Linked DNA regions of Rattus norvegicus: region 2 is linked to region 1. The links are chromatin contacts, called in public Hi-C maps. All regions are on one chromosome and are shown on one strand. The core of a region is the stretch at or near the end of the contact, and the rest is flanking DNA. Distances in the headings are between cores, read along the strand shown. Region 1 overlaps Brinp1 (BMP/retinoic acid inducible neural specific 1). Region 2 has its middle 43 kb from the start of Brinp1.

Region 1 (6,234 bases), core at 2,313-4,812:
AAACCCTCAAAGTCATTGGGAAGATAGGACAGTCTAAACAGAAGAATATGGATATCGTTAATTCAAGCAGAACTGAAGTCAGGGCTAAAAAACAACAACAAAAACCAAACCCATCCTAGAACAGGGAATGAGTCATTTCATCTCTTAAATCCTTGGTATTCTTTGCTAAAATGGGGATAATAAAGTCTGTCTCAAGAGGCTGGCAGAGGGATGCTGTGATATATTTAAACTGCTGAGAAAAGCCTAAGATACAGCAATTATAAAAAAAAATGTAACAGTACACAGTGCTCATATCTCAGAGAATAAGCTCTTCCTTTGAAGGTCCTCAGACACTCTCTAGAATGCTCTGAAGTCTAAAAGAAGCCATTTTGTTGTAGCTATTTGAAAATGGATACTGTTGAAATGGCTGCCTAGCTGACTTGGGATTTAAATGAGTTACTTATCAACTGAGAAAAATGGTGTCATAATTAGCTTCTTGAAACTCTCTACCTGTTTAATCCACAGAACCACCCCCCCATCTGGTAAAAGAAAAAAAAAAAAACCCTGAAAACACCCCAAGGCATTGTGCTTAAACTGTTTGTCTCATTCCTAGTCTCTCCTCTAGACTCTCAGGTTTAGCAGGCAGAGACTTTCTTCCTTCAGCACGTAGCACATAACCTAGCTAGCTTCATAAATGTTTGCTGAATGAATGAATGAAGAATATTAATATTTTCCTTCTTACATTTTATTAACAAAAAGAAAAAAATGAAAACGGAAAACAAACTTCTCTCTGTCCCCTCAGGATAGCAGTATTAGTTTTCCATACCATCCACCCACACAGCCGCAGGCCTCCCTGGTCTCTGCTTCGTGAGACCAATCCTATTACAGCCTGGAGAACAGCAGGCCCAGCTTTTAGGAAACGGAGCAAGAATCATAATGAGCTGTGTGGCTCCCACCTCCCAAATCAGAACATTGAATATTGGGGTATGAGTCATCTGATATTTTTTGTGAGCTGCAGGGGCCCTCCACGCGGCTGCGATTGCGTGGTTACATCTGACAAGAGCTCTATTTCAAAATGTCTCTTTCAAATGGCCCACACTTGCCCCTGTCACTCGCTCTCCAAGTGACAGCACAGTACCCCATTTAGAGTGCTTCTGTTCCCATCTGCAAGGCATTCTATAACCCCGTAGAGCGCCCCCTTTCTCGTGTCTTATCTTTGGGACCCTTTGTAGGGACCTCAGCCCCCACTCCTCCTGTCAATGCTTCATTGTGGCGGCACTCTCAGAATCCTCAGTGGGGGAAATAAAAAGATGAAAGTTCCTGGTGCTGCTGCTACAAGCAAGGGGGCTGCTGGGGAATTAGGATTCCAGCCTTGTCAGGCAGGAGGGACTGGGGACAGAGGCCCTCTGAGACACATTAGCAGGCTGCATGGCACCTGCGTCTCCTGAGCTTGGAATAATTGTGAGGTTGTGGGCTGTATCAAAGGGGGCATTAATGGTACAGCATGAGGAGGCAGAAGGGAAGTGATGTGAAGGAGGGGTGTAAGGAGTGCGAGGCCCAGGAAGGAGGAAACAGAGGGGAAAGGTGGGGTGACAGAGAGGAGAAAGAGACTTCATGTTGGAGATGATGGGCAGAAGGGTACATGGAAGCTACTAAGAAGGGTACATAGAAGATACTAGGCATAATGTGATATGTGATATGCCAGTGTGTAAGATAGAAACAGGTTCAAGGGAGGTTAAATTATTACCAGTTACAAGATCCAGATAACGTAGACAGTGAAGAAACCATGGGCTTGAGTACAGAGAGAGAGACAGAGAGAGAGAGAGAGAGAGAGAGAGAGAGAGACAGAGAGACAGAGAGACAGAGACAGAGACAGAGACAGAGACAGAGAGAGACAGACAGAGAGACAGAGAGAGAGAGGAGGGAGGGGGCACACAGAGACACACAGAGACACAGAGAAAGAACGAGAACAGTGTTATCAGTGATTGCTAATTCCCAATGTCACAGACCATCCTGTTACTTTTCAATCCTTCATTTGAGAAGACTAAAACCTGAAAAATAAGCTCAGCCCATTTTGTGTGTGTGTGTGTGTGTGTGTGTGTGTGTGTGTATTTGCTGATTTTTTAAATATAAGCAACTTCCAACATCAGCTTTAGTCAAAATAATCTTCTATAACTTTTCCATCTCCGCCCAGTTTTCTGAGTAACAAAAAATGTCATTGAAGGTGGCATCCTAAACATATGGAGGGATTCTATGCCTTACCATTATTATGGACCCCTATGTGTAGCATGGATGGTGGTAAGGCACCTTCACATGCACTGTTCCCCTTTGTGTCACCTGTCACCACTGTGGTGTGACAGAAGAAGAGGACTTGAGAGATTAGCATACCTTTTAAATACCAACATTGTACATCTGCTGTGGGCATACTTTGTGAAATAAATCATAATATGATATTAAAACAATAAGGATAACAAACAGGAAGTAGCCATAAGAAGATAAACAAATGGAATGGATGGGGAGATAAAGAGCATTTGGTCATTTAAGAGTCTTTCACTACATCCCTTGCTTCCTCTGAACCTTTCAGGGTCTCTCTTTTCCATTTGGAGATAATCGGGCCTCTCTGATGAATGCACGTAGAAAGGATGGGCACGAGGGGTAGGAGGGGCCGTGATCTATAAATACCTTTTCCCAGGCTAGCTAGTGACAACTGTCTCAACTTTAGGGACAGAGAAACAGCTTAATAGGTCAGTTCTGGATGGGAGGGTCTCACAATGCTCACACAGACCCACTGTTATGCAGTGAGTGTGAGGCAGTAAGAACCATGTTTTAAAATGCTTTTCTCTATCTCTGGGGATCCAGCTACACCATCTTCCATTTGCAGTCAAATCAGTATCTTTCTGTTGGATGAGATACTCAGTTCATTCTGATGGGGGCTGGAATGAACGGAGGGAAGGAGAGAGCTGGATGGAGAGGAGGTAAGAGATAGGGAGGAGGAGAGAAAAGAGTAAAGAGGAGAGCAGGAAGATGCATGTTCACCTCTAAACTAGACAAAAAAATCTGGTACTTGATTGATTAGCACTCACAGTGGCTTCATATACAGTAGGTTGGACTGCAAAAGCAGAGAATTTTTAAGAAAAGCCAGAGAAATTGACAGTTCATCTTCATCACGTTTAAAACTGAATGACACTGCCCCTCCGTTGGTGAGATAGACAGTTAATATTCTATAGTACCTTCTAGGTCACGGCAGTTATCTCTTCATCCTCACGGTCACTCACATGAGGTAGGATTTGCTTCTGAATTCCACGTAACTGATAAGCGTGTTGAGCCAGAGAAGGACTGTCACTCATCCATGGTTACACAGCATAGGCATGGCCAGAGTTCAAGCTTTCTAAATATAATCTCGGCATACTCTCAACGATCACAGTATATATTGCTTGCCCTCCAAGCCCCATAGCGGATATAAACCACTCTCAGCACCCTGGAGACATCTCAGCTGCTTCCCTGTGCTCCCTGTCTTTGCCACAGCCAGGGTGTTCTGGCAACCTGACAGGTCTCCAAGAGACACAGCATGAGTCCCTTGTCATTTGGAGGACAGAGGCTTTGCCACCTAGGGCTTCCCATCCGTTGTTTAAAGGCTCACATCTCTCATTCTGAACCATCAGGCTGGGGAGCCCTGGCTGGGATTCCTAATTCAAGCAACCTCCCTGCTGATTTTAATTGGAGGTTTTGCCTAAGCTGGGAATGCGGTGCCTGGCCTGTGGCATTTTAGGGAAGATCATACAAATCTAGTGCCAAGAGAATGTGGCAGGACACAGGGGAAGAAATCTAGGCTAAAATACAAAACTATAATCTGTAAGGCCTATTTGTTTAATAACAGTGTGTTTTTAAAAGAACAGAAGAAATGAAAAAGGAAGAAAGTAGAATTTCAAATTACTCTTTCATTTATGCCCTGTGTGTTTTCCTAGGTGTTTCTTTGACATTGTAATTGGTATCTAGGTACTCTAGGTACATTCCCATGGTACCATGGAGTATATATTTTGCAGAAGACAGGCAAATACTGGGAGACAAGGACTTATTCCTCGGTGTCTGGTGCGCACTGTTCTTTATATACTTTGCACGTGTGTATGAATGTTTGTGCATGCGTATGTGCATGCATATATGTACTTGTGTGTGTGTGTGTGTGTGTGTGTGTGTGTGTGTGTGTGTGTGTGTGTGTGTGTACAGCCATACTTATGGATGTCCTGAAAGACTGGTGCTCTTCAAACCCACACATGTCTTTAGGGTCAGATGCCAGGAATACTGTTTCATGGCTGTGCCAGTCTCAATTATAACTAGCCATCAGGCCCACTCTGCTCATCAGTTTCCCTGGACAAATATTTACCTTTTAATCATTGCCCTATTTAAGTTCCTTCTATAGCCCTAACAGCCTGTTTGTCCTCAGTTCTTCACATGAGGTCAGAGCCTCATTGAATAGAACATAACAGTGGCAAAGTAATGACCAAAAGGAGAGTTTTACAGTCTCCTGCCATGCTGAGAACATTTTCTAGTTGGAACCGTGGAGTGAAGCTGGTAAATATGCTTGCAGGGGCAGTAGTGAGGGTGAAAGGAGGAAGAGGGCGAGCTAGCTGCAAAGGAAGAATCCTGGTCTTTCAAATTAGGTTGTCAGAATCTTAATTGGGGAGGATTATGAAACAATTTTTGCAATTACACTGTTCTGTGTCTGGAAGGAGGTGACAGGCAACATCAGCTTCATATTCAAACTCTTGAGTTTTGCTTTGGGGAATAGAAGTCCTGAAGACAGATGATGGAAGGAGCAGGAGCAGCTCAGAGATGAAAGAAGGACTAAGAGCAGCAGGTGCTCCTATGCGGATGCTGTCAGAGTCTGTTATTTGTCCTGAGCAGCACAATGGAAGGCTCAGACCAACGTCCTATGGAAGTTAAAAGGGGCAAACCAGAGCCTAGTGGCTTGTTGTAACCTTGAAATGAGGTAGTAATCATGTAGTCAATGGTCTGGGTGAATAACAGGGTACAAATAAGTTAAGGAAGAACTGCACTTGCACTGTCTATTTGACCTTGGATATTTGTCCTTGAGCTTTTTGACAATCACTGGTCCTCCATTTCTTCCATTGGGTATAATCTTGCACCAAGTGGTTTAGTGTGTGTGTGTGTGTGTGTGTGTGTGTGTGTGTGTGTGTGTGTGTGTGTTTGGTGTGTGTGGGTGTACCTACATGAGGGCCCATGAACATGGCAGCTGTAGACTAACCAATATTTTCTCATAAGCCCACCATCTTGTTTTCTGTGACAGGGTCTTCCACTGGGATCCAAAGTCCACTGATTAGTCTAGGCTTACGAGCCATTGAACTCTCTCAGTAGCCACCATTTCTTTGCTTTCTTAGCGATGGGATGACGAGCATGAATTAATAATTTGGACATTGTTTTTTTATGTGGGTGCTAGTGATGCACCCTCTTACCAGACAAGCACTTTAATAATTGAGTCACCCTTCCATCCCCTGAATCACAGTTTTCTTCTCTGCCAAATGAACATAATAACTACCTTGCACTTTGTATTATGAGCTAACCTAAATATACAGAGATTCTGAGAGTTTCTAGCTCAAGGACTTAAAACTTATTACCATTATTGCCATTCGTGAGGGAAATTGTCCCAGGTAAAAATATTCTTCTATGTTATTAAAACAGCCCAACTGATTGCAGTCTAATATTCTAGTTTCACTGTTTGCTCATTTTCCATAGTTCTAATGAACTCTGCCACTAGAATGCTCGCAGAAGAAACATCTAGACTAGATATGGGCATTGTACTCAAAGGACAAAATAATGGTATTGAATCTTAATGAATACATTATTTAACCTTGAACTAATCACTTGTCCTTTCTAAGCTTCTGTTGTCTCTGGTACAGAATGAAATAATAGCATACTCTTTGCAAGGTCATTCTGAGCATCAGATAAGAGAATGTATAGAAGCTCCAGACTTGTAGTAAGTGCACAAGATCTCTTATGAAAACAGTGACTGTTTTCCCCTCGAGTTCACATGTTAAATGGTTCCTTTGAAATCAGTAATTATAGATTGAAAACTACAAGGGAGGAAATATTCAACAAGTACTGGTGGGTCAGTTAACTACTGATATTAAACAATGAAACTTTGAGAGAAACTACTTCTACTCTTCCAAATTAAATCAAATGATGGGAGATCTGTGAAAAGTAAACAATAACAAGGACTAAACAATTCTACAAAAAGTG
Region 2 (6,047 bases), core at 3,367-5,866, 180 kb after region 1:
TAGCTTCAAGCTTTCTTTTGCTCAAGGTAAGTGTTTGTCTTGGGTATCAATAAAGCCATCCATCATTCTGTTAGGAAGTGCTAGAACACCCAGAAAATCCATGTGTCACTACTGTGGGTGTCCTTTGGCCAATGGGTTTGCTATAAGTGTTATGACTACTTCATCTCCCATGTTTCATTATATATGCACATTTATTTCTGAATACTTATATGTCTTAACTGCTTATTCTTCTTCATATGTTGAGGAAAAACACACAAGAAAACCAAAGATGTCACTTTCTCTGAAAAAACTCTAATGTTATAATCTTAGGACTTTTAATATTTGATGGTACTACGTTTGGATTTTTACGTTCCACCAGTATTACTTTCTATGAGCCTATGAGATTCTGACTCTAACTTTTTTATTATCCTAAATTTTTATTATCCTAAGATTCTATGATTTGAAGTTCTGGTAGTTCTAAAATTCTACAACTATTATTCTCAGATGTCAATATTATAAGAATCTGACATTTATAGCTTACAATTTGAAGCTCAAATCTCTTGGTGAGAATAACATTGTCATGCCATTGTTTGAGGCAGGGAGAATCTGAAAGGGGCCAAAGTGGCTCTACTTAGTGGGAAAAACAGAGTCCACAAAAAGGAAAAAGATCCAGTAGAGAAAAAGAGCTCCAAGAGCATGCTACTTGTATCTGAAGGGAAGTCTCTTTGCCTGTCTTTGTTTGTAACTTCATTTTATGGCCTAAATATTTAGAATACGTACTGCTAGAATGTAAGTGCTATGAGGGCAGAGTCAAATGTTTATTCCTAACGTCTAGCACAGACCCCTAATGTCTGTACACAAAGCTCCTAATAATTACTAACACTGAGTCAGCTGGCCTCACTGTAGCCTGCTTCTTCTCTGTCAATGCCTTCTTCCAACATTCCTCATCCTTTTCCTCTTCCCCTGTGCATCCACTCATACTATCTCTTAAGAGTTTAAAATTTCTGTGTATATTAGTTATGCAATCCTCTTAGAAATATGATGACTATTTCACCTATTGTACAGATAATAAAAATGGAACTAAATATGATTTATCAAAATCCCTTAAAGTGATTTATGGAATGGTGAAGCTCAAATTGTTGACTCCAACTTCACAGTTTTTCAAATACTCTCCAATCTTTAAAAATAATAAAACTATCAAATGCACAGAACATCAGACATGTGACCATTGTTTTTTATTTCTTATATAAGCCTAAACACATTTTTCTCAATCAATAACAATTCCAAGTTTATTGTATCTAATATTGGACTTCCATACCCAACAGTTCATTTGATTTCCTGGCCCTTTTTCCTCCTCCTGTGACTGCTGTACATGGCATGTGTTTATTTTTCAATTAAAGCAAATTAAACTTAATTTTGTTTTGAGAACTTTTTTTTAGAATTTTACAGCCCACATTGAGATAATTGAGATCCTGCTGTTTCTGGAAGCAGTGTTTAGAGAGAGGAAGCCCTGATCAGCACAACCTTAGAAGAAGCTATCTTTAACCCCACACTTCCCTTTGTCCTGCCAACCCAGCATTTCGTAACTCCATCCACTTTCCTGCCACTCTCCTAGTCTATATGTACATCTTCTGTAGGGTAGCTATAACACAGTCATGACCTACAAAAGGCTTACTATGGATTTTCTTTTCCCTTCTCCCACCTGCCTCTCTGTCATTCTCAATTGTAGATCTAATTAAAGTTAATAAATCTCCAAATAGTCAGCAGAAACTATATAAATAGAATTATTAGATCTAAATCCTGAAACTTTAAATTGCCTACCTGAGAATTAATTCCCTAGCATCAGTCTCTAGCATGCTTTCTGGAAACACTTGAAATACTTCTGATCCTATTCTCCATCTGAAATGGCTTTTATCTCCACACAGCTTGTGGTGTAACTCAAATGCCCTCTGGAATAGCCATCTTCTTTAATCCACATTGTATATAGTTATTCTCCAACTTTAGAACCAGCTTCTCTGCATAAAATCAAATTATATGTCTGCCTGCAATAAGACTGTTAATGGCTTCAAATCGGAAAAATTAGTCTACTCATCAAAGATGTTTCATAATCAGACATGAGGAAACCAAAGCTACAAGGAGACACAGGATGGCAACAAGCAAGAAAGAACAAGTAAGATAGTAAACTAATTAGAAAGGAGAGAGAGAGAAAAGGGAAAAATGACGTGTACATTAAATCAAGGAAATATCCTTCTTTATTACCTTCTGATAGTTTTCTTGTTATGATCATGTATTCTAAAATAATTTATATTATCAAAATTAAATATACATAAATTTACCACGAATGTAATATTTCAGTCTTTCTATAGAAGATATATTTTCTACTACTTACAGCTTTTTACATGTCACAAACAGTACTAATATTTAAATTAAAGGAAAGAAAAAGTTGAAATTGGAAGATCAGATAGTTTCAAGAACACTTGAATTAAAAATAATTAAATCTTTCTTTATTGTAAGATTGAAATTAGTTTTAAACTGTTTGTGCATATAATATATTGCTTCTCTCCAATTTATTGTGCCATCCAATAGATTGTCCTCAGAGTTTTCAAAACTCCAAACAAAACAAAACAGTAAAATAGTACCTAATAGAAAAGGACATGAGAATACACATAGAATTCTCATGAAAGAATGGTTTTAGACCTGAGCAGTGAACTGCCATTCTTGGCTTAGACACTATGCTACAAAAGTGACCTTTGTCAATAGAGCTCCTGTTCTGAAAGCTTTTATTTCTTTTCTTTGAGTGGTGTGTGTGTGTGTGTGTGTGTGTGTGTGTGTGTGTGTGTGTGTGTGTTTGTAATCTATCCAAAATTTGAAATAGAGAAAGGGCTTCCGGACACATCCCTGCTTCTCAAACCTTGACATGTGTCCTCTCTTCAGAAAATGGTTTCATTTAATATAAATTTGATCCTACTTTGTTTTAAGGGGCTATTAGCCAATCTTTGTTCATAAGAAATCACAAATCACTTAGACTATCATCAGTGTATTATGAATTTTATTACTTAAGCCAAGAGTGAATTAAAAAAGAAGTTGAATCTTCACATTTGACCTAGGATGACTTACAAAAGTAGACAATGTGCATTCATAAATTCCCTTGTATTTCAGTTTTTCTTCTAACCTACCATGGATTGCTCACTAATTTCCTTGATCCTACTAATTAAAGCATTGATTACCCACATACTGCATATTTATTTCAGAATATCGGGAAGTACAGGTAAGCATCATAGAAAGAATGAAATTCATTTATAACACATTATCCAAAGGTAGCTACTAATAAATAGAAGTATTTTATTCAACAATCATGCATTCTATGATATTTTGCTTCTTATACCTCTTCAATTACTCACCAAATGGAAGTCAATATAAAAAGATGCCCTAAGCGTTTATGGAACACTTGCTGAGCATAAGAAATATTCCCAAGTGCTTTCTATATGTGATATTCACTTTCATATCAAAACATCATGGAAGATCCTGCTGCTTCCCCATTATGCAGATATTTCCTATCATTCCATCTCCTGGTGTCTGAAGATACTTCGAAAAGACATGATTAGAGTCTGTAAACTTCATTCTGTGTGGATTGATGTCTATATGCAGATGAGAACAGTTACAAGATAAGGCAAGGCCTGTGATAGGGCAGTGAAAATGAAAGCCGGGGACAGAGTTTTGTAAGGCAGGAGAGATGAGAAAGACAGAAAAAGAAATGAATAAGAAAGGTGGAAGAAGAACCGAGGTGGAAGTAGAGAAGGACACTCAGATCTCTGTGGCCTGAAAGGTCCACAGAGAGTTACTAATACTCCATAAGGGATGGATTTTATAGTACAACTTGTCTAATCTAGTTGGGCAGTTAATATCAATATTAATTGGTTTAGATTTTATTTTGTGGATGTTGTGTAGGGTGAGATTTGTTGATATAAATCTGAATGATAAATTATAAGCTTTTAGAGTTCTGATTTTACTGGGATACTGGGAATTGTGACTCTCCCCATAGGGAGTGGATGCCGGGAATGTGAGCAAAGTCCACAGGAACGGAGCCACGAGATAGGCAGTCTCTCCATGGCATTGGTGACCCACCTTCGGAACTAGCTGGATGGTCACTGACGGGGCTAGTCGTGGAGGCAGAGAGACTACCAAAGACAGAGAGTAGTGGGCAGTGTGAGATGGAAATTGAAAACTTAGTGAGTCGGGTTAAGATGTTTTGCTGATTGAGATGAAAATATCCTGCAGATGCCATGTGGCCCACTGGTGCTAGCAATAGCGTGGGATGGTGTGTTTTATTTTTATTATTAACCACAATAATTCTGTGCTTTGGTTAATTTTATTTTCCTTTTGTCCTCAGAAGGAACATTCTTCACACACTGTGAACATCTAACGAACTTCTAAGGGGAGGTCCTATTTTTAATTTAGAAGCATTTTCATCTCTTCTGTAAAAATTGGGATAGCTTGGGGATGTGTCAGGATGGAGCTCCAACTCTCCTGATATCTCCCTCACTTCCTTTTGCTTCCTCCATGGTATTCACATCGGCCTCTTTGCACAGAATCCCACTTCAGAAGATCCATCCTGAGCATGGCCCCACTTCTTAATTTTACTCGCTCAAACCACTCTAATTATCCTTCTAAATACGTTCAGAGGTAAAGATTTTACCTGACTCCCTCCACCTGGAAGGCTAAGTACCCTACCTGGCTAGGTATGTGCCTTGTGGTCTTCTGGATCCAGACTTCTTTTCAAAGTCAGCCCACTCCAACCCCACCTTCCCCAGTGGGCAGTCCCCCTTCCTATTTACACAAATTAGCATGCCTTGTACCACCGCACCATCTGTGCCACCCACTTTCCTTCTCTAGTCATGGTCTATTTTTTTTCTCTTCTTTATTACACTTATCACCATCTGACACACACTATATTTTTGCTTGATTATTTATATAACATCTTTTCCCTCAAGTAGAAAATAAGTTCCAAGATGGGGCTGGGGGGTCTTAATCACTTGGGTTCGCAGCTGTTTTCACAGCTCTTAGAACAATGTCTAGCACAAAGAAGTGTAAAATAAGAAGTTCTCCTGGTATTATTTATTTTTCACTCCTGTATACAGGAACACGTGTATGTACATGTGAAACCCAGATGGTGATGAAGCCAGAAGTCTCTTCCTCCCTACTTTTGTCATTGAAGTAGTTCTCAGCTAACTCAGACCTCGCTGACAGGACTAGCAGAGTTCTGGCTCTATAGGTTATGACCATGTGCATCTGGCATTTACATGCACTCTGAAAATATGAACTCCAACCCTATATTTGGCCAGCAAGTACTTTAATCTATGACAAACCTTGCCAGCTCTATTCCTTAATTTTAAAATGAAGCAAACACAGGCCACATGTGCATTGAATGTGCAATTCTAACCCTGTAAAGGAGCCTCTCTTTTCCTGCACTGCTTGCCTGAATGGCATTCACTGCTAAAACAACCTACCATGATGTTAAAATTATGTTCCTGCTCTTCCCCCTCCTCCTCCCCCTCCTCCTCCTCCTTCTCATCATCATCATCATTATCAACAACAACAACAGCAGCAGCAGCTATAAAACATTGTCATAATGTGTTGTGGTTAGCCCTGAAGTTACTGTATTTTGATGCTAATTCCACTCCCCTAAGGACAGCTGCCTAGTCAAGGACTCAAAACTCAGGTGACTTCACCAGAACCACCTCTCCATTGAATTTGTAAAGTACAGGTGAGGGGCAGGTACAGGATAGAAGGAGGCCTGTCATTGGAGGAGAAGGAAGGATGGGCTGGAGAGAAGTTTGAAGGAAGAGGAGGAGACTAGAGGAAGAGACAGGAGGGAGAGAGGGGAGAAGCCGTGGCAGGACAAGATGGCAGGTGATGTTAAGATTCTGCTCTGTGTATTCACAGGTTGTTATTAATGTTCTCAAGGGATGGATAGTACTGGGCTTTGTATGTTTAAGCAATTATATCATACCAATTGGGTCAAAGATTATTGTGTTGTGTGTTCTTTTATGTGAGGGTTTGAGAGTAGG

Evidence for each region. A called contact is a pair of places that touch in the nucleus more often than the background predicts.
Region 2: a Hi-C map of frontal cortex shows a contact between it and region 1, with 1.9 times the contacts expected there. The contact joins two enhancer-like sites. A contact is called at or near these places in 1 of 12 Hi-C or Micro-C datasets (frontal cortex) and 1 of 1 datasets of contacts at active chromatin or transcription factors (oligodendrocytes).

Annotation. Positions count from the first base shown.
Region 1 is chr5:87,367,154-87,373,387 of GRCr8, forward strand. The region is part of intron 6 of Brinp1 (BMP/retinoic acid inducible neural specific 1); the gene reads right to left. Among named protein-coding and RNA genes, the nearest start is that of Brinp1, 140 kb to the right of the region's middle. Within about 2 kb of position 3,563, at least 18 of the 93 cell types and tissues checked have an H3K27ac peak or open chromatin away from gene starts, as enhancers often do.
Region 2 is chr5:87,548,200-87,554,246 of GRCr8, forward strand. It overlaps a transcript of Brinp1 not described here. Among named protein-coding and RNA genes, the nearest start is that of Brinp1, 43 kb to the left of the region's middle. Within about 2 kb of position 4,617, at least 3 of the 93 cell types and tissues checked have an H3K27ac peak or open chromatin away from gene starts, as enhancers often do.